Linked DNA regions of Mus musculus: regions 1 and 3 are each linked to region 2. Evidence: chromatin contacts called from public ChIA-PET data. All regions are on one chromosome and are shown on one strand. The core of a region is the stretch at or near the end of the contact, and the rest is flanking DNA. Distances in the headings are between cores, read along the strand shown. Region 1 has its middle 34 kb from the start of Slc25a40. Region 2 overlaps Abcb1b (ATP-binding cassette, sub-family B (MDR/TAP), member 1B). Region 3 holds the start of Tmem243 (transmembrane protein 243, mitochondrial).

Region 1 (3,279 bases), core at 701-3,200, 380 kb after region 2:
CTCTGCAGGCAAGGCAACTGGGCAATAGACCCCACAGTCTGAAGGCCTCCGAGGAGAACAGTGATAAGCAGATCAAGAGCTTGACTGCTCCTGTGAAGACAAAACAGACTGAAGGCCTCACAGGAGATCTGCTGGAGCCAGGGCCACAGGCCTACCAGGAGACTGGCAGCAATCCAGGGACACAAGAGGCAGGCACCAAACAGAGACACCCAGTCCAGCTAATACCAGAGATAACCAGATGGTGAGAGGCAAATACAAGACCATAAGCAACACTATGCTCAGAGTAAAAGGCTGGGAAAAGGTCTTCCAAGCAAACGGTTCCAAGAAACAAGCTAGAGTTGCCATCCTAATATCCAATAAAATAGACTTTCAACTAAAAGTTATCAGTGAGATGAGGAAGGACATTTCATATTCATCAAAGTAAAAAATCCACCAAGAGAAAGTCTCAATTCTGAACATCTATGCCACAAATGCAAGGGCATCCACATTCATAAAAGAAACTTTAGTACAGCTCAAAGCACATGTTGCACCCCACACAATAATAGTGGGAGACTTCAACACCCCAACCTCATCAATGGACAGATCATGGAAACAGAAACTAAACAGAGGCACAGTGAAACTAATAGAGGTTATGAACCAAATGGATTTAACAGACATTTACAGAACATTTCACCCTAAAACAAAACAATATACCTCTTCTCAGCACCTCATGGTACCTTCTCCAAAACTGACCATATGATTGGGCACAAAACAGGCCTCAACCAATACAAGAAGACTGAAATAATCCCATGCATCCTATCAGACGATTACGAATTAAAGCTGGTCTTCAGTAAGAACCAAAACTACAGTAAGCCCACATACCCATGGAAACTGAACAACTCAAGTTGGTGATGCTTACCTCTGTAATTCCTGACCTCTTTCCTAGGTTTCCCATTTCCAGGGTTGTCTCCATTTGTGTTTTCTTTATTGTTTCCACTTCCACTTTTAGGTTTTGACTGCTTTATTCAATTCCTTCATCTGTTTGATTGTGTTTTCCTGTATTTCTTCCTTCCGTGGGGCCTTCCAACTGTGGGGTCTTAAGAGGGGTAGAGGAGCTAAGTATCCGTTGCCCTGGCTGCAGTAGATCTCCTGTGAGGCCTTTAGACTCTTTGGTTTTCAGAGGAGCAGTCAACTTGTTGCCCTGTGTGCAGATGTTCTCCAGGGAGGCCTATGGACTGTGGTTTCTGTTCCCCTGTGTACAGAACTCCAGGGAGGCTTTCAGACTGTTGGGTTACTTGCCCCAGTTGTCAGAACTGATTCTATCCTGTGTGGAACCTGGGGCTTGAACACAGGTTGTTATGCTTGGTGGCAAACATCTTTACCTATTGAGCTATCTTTCCAGATTTAAAATGTCTTAATAAATGTTGACAGATTAACAAATAAAAGCAACAGTCTCTAATTCTAAAATGGGAATTTTAGAATTCTAATTCTAATTTTGGAAAAATGTAAAAGTAATACAGTGAATAAAATTTTCATGTGTCCCTAAATTTATGCCCAAGAAAAGTAGAGAAAAAAAAATCATGTGTCATATGCAAGAACATTTTTGGGGAAAATTGAATTTTACTCCATTTTGTAAAAAGCCAGATATGTATTAGGTTAATGTGTATGTGGTTAAAGGTTTTAATACATTTCTTTAAAAACAGTATTTCAGTAATAAATTATGAGAACTTAACTTTTCTTTAACATTAAACCTTAAGTTTGTATCCTTTATAATAATCATCACTAGGATTGTCATTTTGCCCAAATCCCTAGAAAGAAGCAACTTGAGAGAAGTGTCCATTGTGGCTTATCCCCAGGAATGTAGCTTATCGTGGTGGCAGCAAGAGTGTGAAGCAGGCTGGTTACACTGCACTGCCAACCTAGAGAAAGAGTGCCAACCTGAAGCCCCACCCACAGTGACTCACTGTCTCCATCAAGGCTCTAGCTACTAAAGAACCCACAACTTCTAAAACAAGGCTACCAACTGTGGACTGAGTGTTTAAACATAGGCACGTATGAGGAACGTCTCACATTCAGGCAACAACCAACCACATGACAAAGAACGTGCATATACACTCTGCAAATCCCACGTGAATGCACCAAAAACCTAACAAGCATACAGGGTCAAAAGCTTAGTTTGTTACTATAATGTGATATCTGAGGATAGCCATTCAAGCCAACAATGGTTACATTAATTTAGAAGAGAAAAGTTTTGGAGAAAATTTAAAGAGTAATATTTATTTCAGAAACTAAATGTATTCAAATACTACTATAAAACAAAGTTATTTTCCAAATATTAATGCTAATGAGTTAAAAGTAGGGAAAATGTCATTTTTTAAAACAATTTCTTGTGTATGGGTGTTTTGCCTACACTCTTATGTATATAGACACGTATGTATATATACTACGTGTATGTAGTGCCTGTGGAAGCCCACTGGAACTGAAGCTACAGATAGTTGTGAAGTACCATGTGGTTGCTGGGAAAGGAACTCAGGTTCTCTGGAAGAGCAGTCAATGCTTGTAAGCTGAGCCAGATTTCCAGTCCCAATTTACACTTCTTATCCAGCTGCATGGCTTGCAATGTGTCACTAACAAAAATGTAGTTAACTTATTTTTGTCCTAATCACTTTTTTTTGGCAAGAATAGGGGACCTTTTCCCATATTAACAATAATACTATTTCAAATATGTTTCTATGCTCTGTTCCCTGCTCTTTTCTAACAATAAAAAAGAAATATAACAACTTAAGGGAAAGGTTAAGTTTAATAATGAACTTTCATGTATGTATTTCATAGCATTTTATAGTGATTGTATATGAAAGCCAGTGGTACTTCTAAGCAAGCACAACATATTTTAATTAAAAAAAAAAAAAGGAAAGGAAATCACTTTTGTGGTTTCTCTCTTCCTGTCAACTGTAATGCTAAGTGAAGGCCCCAAAGTAATTCTGATTGGAGAATAAAGATGCCAACAGCCAATAGCTGGGCAGAAGAGACACAGGTGGGCTTAGAGAGACCACAAGGAGAGAGCAGGAAGAAGGCACCAGGAATACAGGAAGAAGTATTGTGTGAAATGTTAAATGGTAATCCACACTATCACTGGCAAGGCACAGGAGGCCAGGCCAGGCCAGCCAGAGTTCTCCCACTAGGATGCTAAGTTCCCATGGTGGGATGTTGCCACCCATGGCCCACACTTCCCAATTCCCGTTGCTGGCTGGGGTGCCCTGTCGTCGTACTTTTCTCTGGATCCCAGTTGAGACTCCACTT
Region 2 (2,909 bases), core at 138-2,637:
CTGCCCGGCCAGCGTAGCCTAATCAGTGGGCTCAAGGTCTCCAACTCAAAGACAAGGCAGATGGCTTTTGAGAAATGACCCCTTGTCTTAGTCAGGGTTTCTATTCCTGCACAAATATCATGACCAAGAAGCAAGTTGGGGAGGAAAGGGCTTATTCGGCTTACACTTCCACATTGCTTTTCATCACCAAAGGAAGTCAGGACTGGAACTCAAGCAGGTCAGGAAGCAGGAGCTGACGCAGAGGCCATGGAGGGATGTTCTTTACTGGCTTGCTTCCCCTGGCTTGCTCAGCCTGCTCTCTTATAGAACCCAAGACTACCAGGCCAGTGATGGTCCCACCCACAAGGGGCCTTTCCCCCTTGATCACTAATTGAGAAAATGCCTTACAGTTGGATCTCATAGAGGCATTTCCCCAACTGAAGCTTCTTTCTCTGTGATAACTCCAGCTGTGTCAAGTTGACACAAAACTAGCCAGTACACCCCTGATGCTGACCTCTTACCTCCTATACATATGCACAGGCACCCATGCTCACATACAACTGCATACTCACACACCAAATATATATGTATTTTTTTTAAAAATCCTGACAGTAAGGAAAAGATGCTAGAGAAAAGAATTTATTCAGATTATCTTAGTAAGATACGTTACAAGTATTTGTAATTATAACTGTTCAAATAATAGAAGAGCTTTCGGGGTTAGAAGGACCACTGTACAAACCACAGCAATGTGTGACAGAAAACAAGATCCATGGTCAGATCAACAAAGATAAAGATTTCCTGCACATCACTTTCTGAGGCAAGGATGCCGTGGCTGCGGTGAGTCTGAGAATGTCATGTTTTCTCAGTGTGCATACTGCTGATGAAAGTGAGGCTTTACAGCACAGACTTCATGGGACAATCTCTTCATTTCAAGGCACAATGAAGCAATTAGGAAAAGCCTTAAATGTGGACTCTTAATTAGGCTTCATTCTCTACAAGTTTTTAAAACTAAGTGATCCTCCCCCACACAAAAAGAACTTTTAGCTGAAAGAGTAAAAATAGCGGTTTCTTTCAGAAAGTATTGTTTACAAAATAATTTTGCAGGAAAAAAAATGTGTGATTTTGAAAAAAAAAAGAATAAGCCTCTTCACCATCCTCCTTCTGCCTTCAACAGAATTCAAATTTAATTATGGCTTTCAAGACTGAAAAAAAGAAACTACATTGTTTTTCAACAAATACTCATTAGTTCTTAGCAACATGACTGAACACAGGCACAAGCCTTTGACAGGGTGAAGGCTATGAGCATCTTCTGACATCATAGACAGAAAATGATGAGCAGGCCCATACTTCACAGACGCTGTGAGTGAGGCTCTGACATCAAACACAGGAAACATGAACAGTCTGTGACGTCATACTGTCACTAGGTAAGAAGGCCCTGACACTGCGTTGCTGGGATACAAGCAGCTCTTAACATCATATGCTTGAGTATACGTGTTCTTCTACATTACACAGAACTGCTCAGAAACCTCAAGCTTACCTCATTCCTTTAGAGGGAAAGCATCAGAGACAGCCTCGTGCTTCATGGAACTTAGGTTTTAGCAAGGAAGTCACACCATTCATTAATAAAGAAAGAAAAGAGAAACCTCGAGGCCGAGGGGAGGAAGCACACACTCAGGCAGTGTGAAGGGCCTTTGAAAATGCAGTTCAGAAACCTGGATGATGTAAAGAGGCCATCCGTGAGGTCCAAGGGAATCAGAAAGGGGCAAAAAGCCCCTGCTGGCCACAGCAGTGTGGAGAAGGAAGTGGAGTGCAGGAGAAGAACAGTCATCAAGCACTAGGGCACAAAGCTCAGATTGCATGCAGCTGGTTAGAAGCCACTGAAAGATCTGAAGGATAGGTTGGCTTGTATCCAAACCTTTCCCACCCCCTGGGGACCTGGCACTAAGTCTTGGGAATGTGGACTGTCCTTCAGCAGATATAGCCCCAGTAGACACTGGGCTCATTTTGGGGGCTGGGGGGGGGAGAAGGGGGTCAGCTCTTCCAAAATCTCATTTCTGCAGAGTGTGTGCTATACGACTACCTCTATCATAACAGAATGTAGATTCCTAGCTAATTGGAGTACCGCAGCCTGAGTTTGAATTCTGGCTCCAGGAGTGATGGGCTCTAAGGCATGAAAGGCACACTTACATATCTGTCAGCCTCACCTAGAAAAAAAATGAGGTTCTAACAGAACATATCTCTCAGGGTCTCATTGCAAGAAATAAAACATTTGCCAGGAAACCCAGTAAGTCCCTCAAAAGCATTTGTCAAACTGTGGAACAAAATTTAGCTGAGTGTGCACATCAATGAGGGATGAGTGAAGGGGAACTATGTGGGAGGGAGGAAGAGGCATACAAAGGGGAAAGAACGGTAGATAATCTAAGACAGAAAGAATAACACTAGGTGGACGGTCCCATAATGAGTGTCCCGCGTCATTCATAACAAAGCAGGTCTACATTCCTGAGAAAGGAATGGTTTAGAGAAAGAACAACAGAGAAGATGGGGGAGAGAAGGAAAGGGGGAGAGAAAAGACAGAAGGAGAGAAAGAAGGAGCAGGTTGGATGGGGACCCAGGAGAAAGTGGAGACAATGACTGAAACCAGAAAAGCTGTCAAAAGCAGCTGTCAGTCAGTCTCTGAGACACAGATGCATTGCCCACTTCCCCTCAGCTATGCTCTGCAGGGAGCTAACGTTTCTTCTCAAAGAATTGTTTGAAGGCCCTCCCCAGAGCAGACAGGGAATTGCTAAATATCACCACCAAGGGTCGTTTTTGTTTTGTTTTGTTTTGTTTTGTTTTGTTTTGTTTTGTTTTGTTTTGTGCCAGGTAAGCACTGCGTTTAGTTTGACTCACCTTCCCAGAGATCTCAAGCTGTTTCTTGTCCTTCAAGGCTT
Region 3 (3,147 bases), core at 292-2,791, 260 kb before region 2:
CATGGTAGACTGGCAGCTTCCAAGTTTAGGATTCCCCATGACTGCCAGGTGGAGAAGTTCCCTGTGTGTGGTACAGGCTCTTCCCACAAGGTAAGAAACCCAGCTCTACAGTAACCACAGCAACTTTCAAAGGCTGACTGCTCCTATCAGGGGTCAGGGGGTCTACAGTCACCAACGTCATTTACAAGTGGGGGGGGGGGGAGGGTAAGAGAGCTACAGGTTAATCTTGCCCTGACTTCTGAGAAAGTTTTATGCTGAATACAGAGTTTCTTGATTGTCCCCAAGGCAAGGGGGCTGGGGGTGGGGAGCAAGTTTCAGAAAGTTAACGCTAAGTACAGAGAAAGACTTTTGTTGACTGCAGGCCAGAGGCTCTATCTAGTCAAGCTTCTAGAAAACGGTTAGTGCCTCTGCCTATTTGAGAGCTGGGACCCTTTGTTTGATCACCTCCTGGGATTGTGGCCAACATCCACCTTCATGGAGCTGCTTCACATCCTCATCCTCTTAAGAACTCTAGGTAAGCAATCATCAGAAGCAACCCTGGGCTCTCGATGCACTCCTGAAACCACTAAAGCCCTGGACGCACACCTGAAGTGTGGAGCTGGAAAGTGCGCTTATGCAACCTTCGCAGGACTTTCCCTCCACGGTGGGGTTTCCGCACTCTCCGTAAGGGCTTCCCACAAACTGCCCAGAACTTTCTGAACTTTTCTCCACTCCAAACTGCTCTTGGTGCAGAGTGCAGGGCAAACATCCCAAGAGAGGGGCGGGACGGCAAGAACAGTTCTTCCCACTTCCAAGTACCCTCCAGGCAGGCTGCAAGGAGCCAGCGGGGTGGAGGGAGGCGGGATTCTCGCACTCTGGCCCGGGGCCCACTCCCGCACTCACCTTGGCAGACGTCTCCCCGAACAGAGGTCTGTTATCCAGGCCGCTGGTCCCGTAGGTCCTGGTAGCAAAGTCCTCCATTTTAGGGCTGCTTCGCTCGTCCCCGGACGCTCAAAAGCGAGTCCGCATCAGCTCGCGAAGTCCGGACGCCCGCCCCTCACGGCGCACGCATGGCCCGGGCCCTGGGGGGGTGGGGAGGGCGGGAAATCCCGACGGGGCGACTGTCACTCCCGGGGGCCCCTGGCCGCTCCGCCCCAGCCCCGCCGTCCTCATCTCCAGCGGCCGCCGCGGGAAGTGAAAGGAAACAAACAGCGCTTGGCCGCCGCCCCGCCCGCGCCCGCCGCCCCCAATCTCGGCCGGGGCTCCACCGGGAGAAAGTTTGCCTGGCGCGAGTCCCCCGCGCGGCGGGGCGGCGGGAGTGAAGTTGCGGGCCGGGCGGCCCCGCACACCACCCTAGCTCGGCTGAGAGCTCCGCATCCGCCCGCTCGCGTCCCGTCCCCCGTGCTCCCCGCAGCCCCGGCTGCGCCCGCAAGCCAGACCTCGGCGTCCCGCGCCGCGCGCGCGGCGGATCCAGGCAGCGGCCGCGACCCCGAGCCGTGGCCCCCACACGCCGGCCGGACGCCGGCGCCGTGCGGCGAGTCCCCCCGGGCTCTCCGGTCCGGGACCTGCGGCCACTGTCGCAAACCGGTCGGGCCCGCCCAGATCGCGTCACGACTCAGGCAGCCAATCCCACGGGCAGAGGCGCCGCCTGGGCTGCAGAGCTTTATTTACAGAGGTGCGGGTCGTCCCACCGAGGCGCGGGTCCCCGCTGCCAAGCGTTTCTCCGCCTCTTGGCAATTGGCGGCTGCGCGGTGCACGTAGTGGCTAAAGCAGGGTTCTGAAGACCGACTCGAATTTGGCGTCTTAAAACCCGACAACCTGCTTCGACCACTCCAGGATTTGGATGTGGACACTTTACAGTATCGGAGGCAATCGTGTATGCGTGTTTTATTCTGTATTACACACAGAATAAGAGGTCCTAGTTTACATAAACAGTTAGGTATTTCGTTGCCTGGTCCAGTGGGGGTGCTGCCACAGGCCAGAGCTTCGCATCTTGGGCCTTTTTGGAGTCTTGGGGCTTAGAGAGCTGAATGGAATGGACAAGCTGCACAAGTACCGTCGCTCTACATTTGAAGTTCTTCCTAAAAGCTAAAAACCAAACAACTACACTAATAGGATTGGGCTGACACTAATACCTAGCTAGATTCAAGAAAGTTCGGAAAGTGTTAGTGTGCAGGAGACTCTAAGCTGAAGCGATACCTCCACGAACGCTTAGAATCTAGACATGGGTTCCAGTGCCACGCAACAGTTTAGAACAAGGGATGGAATAACAACCACAACGAACTTCCAGCCCTGAGTACACGTAAGTATTATACATATCCCCATTGCCCAATCATTACACGTGTTTTACAAATTAGCTGTTTACTCGCGACTTTACCTTAACAACAGCAATACTACATAATCCAGCACCCACTTCTATTAAAAGTTCTATTTAAAGATTCATATTAAAAGGTCCTACAAATTAATTCACTTACTTATATTCAGTTTCATTCAACAAAAAATATTTTTGAGGCTCTAGGCTGTAATCCTTTGAATATTAGGGACAGTCTAGACTAAGTAGCAAGACCCTGTCTCAAAATAATAAAATAAAAACTAACAATACTTTGAGAATCTGCTGTGTGCTAAGCAACTATCCACCAAAATAACACAGTAATTATGGGCCTTGGTCAACAACCCCAAAAGATGCCATAATACCAAATTTGATATACAGTCAAATCAAAATCCATAAAGTCTAAAATTCTGAAAGGTTAAAGTTCTGGAAATATTATTCTGGGAAAAAATAAAGACTTTAAATACAAGTATATTTTTTAAAGTATAGTTATTTGAGAAACAAGAGAACATATAGGCAACGTTTTATAGTAAAATAGGTAACATACATATTTGGAAATTATATTCACCTCTGTGCTCTGCTGCTGTGGTGACTGGGTGGGGAGGAAGCATTTAGAATATTCATATTTAGGTCACAGGCCGGGCAGAAATCGTTCTGTCGACTGAACAGAGTAACTCTCTCCTGGTTCTACTTGTACATAATTGTTTTCAAACCAGAAACCTCACTGGCTCCTCGGGAAAATATTACTTTGGTTCACCAAAAACTACTAAAACTTTCAGGGACTGCTCATCAGCTAAGCATGCTTATTGCTTTTGCTGAGGGCCTAGGTTTGTTTCCTA

What was found. ChIA-PET counts read pairs in DNA pulled down with a chosen protein or histone mark.
Region 1: a contact with region 2 is called in an RNA polymerase II ChIA-PET map of memory CD8 T cells, with 23 read pairs. The contact joins two enhancer-like sites. A contact is called at or near these places in 1 of 15 datasets of contacts at CTCF or cohesin (large pre-B cells), 1 of 484 Hi-C or Micro-C datasets (bone marrow-derived macrophages), 4 of 115 datasets of contacts at active chromatin or transcription factors (effector CD8 T cells, embryonic stem cells and memory CD8 T cells) and 3 of 9 other capture datasets (adipose tissue, embryonic stem cells and pancreatic islet).
Region 3: an RNA polymerase II ChIA-PET map of memory CD8 T cells shows a contact between it and region 2, with 46 read pairs. The contact joins the promoter of Tmem243 here to the enhancer-like site in region 2. A contact is called at or near these places in 4 of 39 promoter capture datasets (the 3T3-L1 cell line, the C10 cell line, embryonic stem cells and 1 more), 1 of 15 datasets of contacts at CTCF or cohesin (the NIH/3T3 cell line), 1 of 484 Hi-C or Micro-C datasets (embryonic stem cells), 6 of 115 datasets of contacts at active chromatin or transcription factors (effector CD8 T cells, embryonic stem cells, memory CD8 T cells and 1 more) and 4 of 9 other capture datasets (adipose tissue, embryonic stem cells, liver and 1 more).

Annotation. Positions count from the first base shown.
Region 1 is chr5:8,455,427-8,458,705 of GRCm38.p6, reverse strand. No RefSeq gene overlaps it. Among named protein-coding and RNA genes, the nearest start is that of Slc25a40, 34 kb to the right of the region's middle. Within about 2 kb of position 1,950, at least 51 of the 459 cell types and tissues checked have an H3K27ac peak or open chromatin away from gene starts, as enhancers often do. A contact at or near this core is called in effector CD8 T cells and memory CD8 T cells, where this site is marked.
Region 2 is chr5:8,837,754-8,840,662 of GRCm38.p6, reverse strand. Abcb1b (ATP-binding cassette, sub-family B (MDR/TAP), member 1B) reads right to left here. Exons shown (of 28, transcript NM_011075.2): 21 at 2,869-2,909. Among named protein-coding and RNA genes, the nearest start is that of Gm5106, 41 kb to the right of the region's middle. Within about 2 kb of position 1,387, at least 29 of the 459 cell types and tissues checked have an H3K27ac peak or open chromatin away from gene starts, as enhancers often do. A contact at or near this core is called in effector CD8 T cells and memory CD8 T cells, where this site is marked.
Region 3 is chr5:9,099,131-9,102,277 of GRCm38.p6, reverse strand. Tmem243 (transmembrane protein 243, mitochondrial) reads right to left here and starts at 1,541. Exons shown (of 5, transcript NM_001081029.1): 1 at 1,419-1,541; 2 at 883-1,061. The coding sequence starts at 960.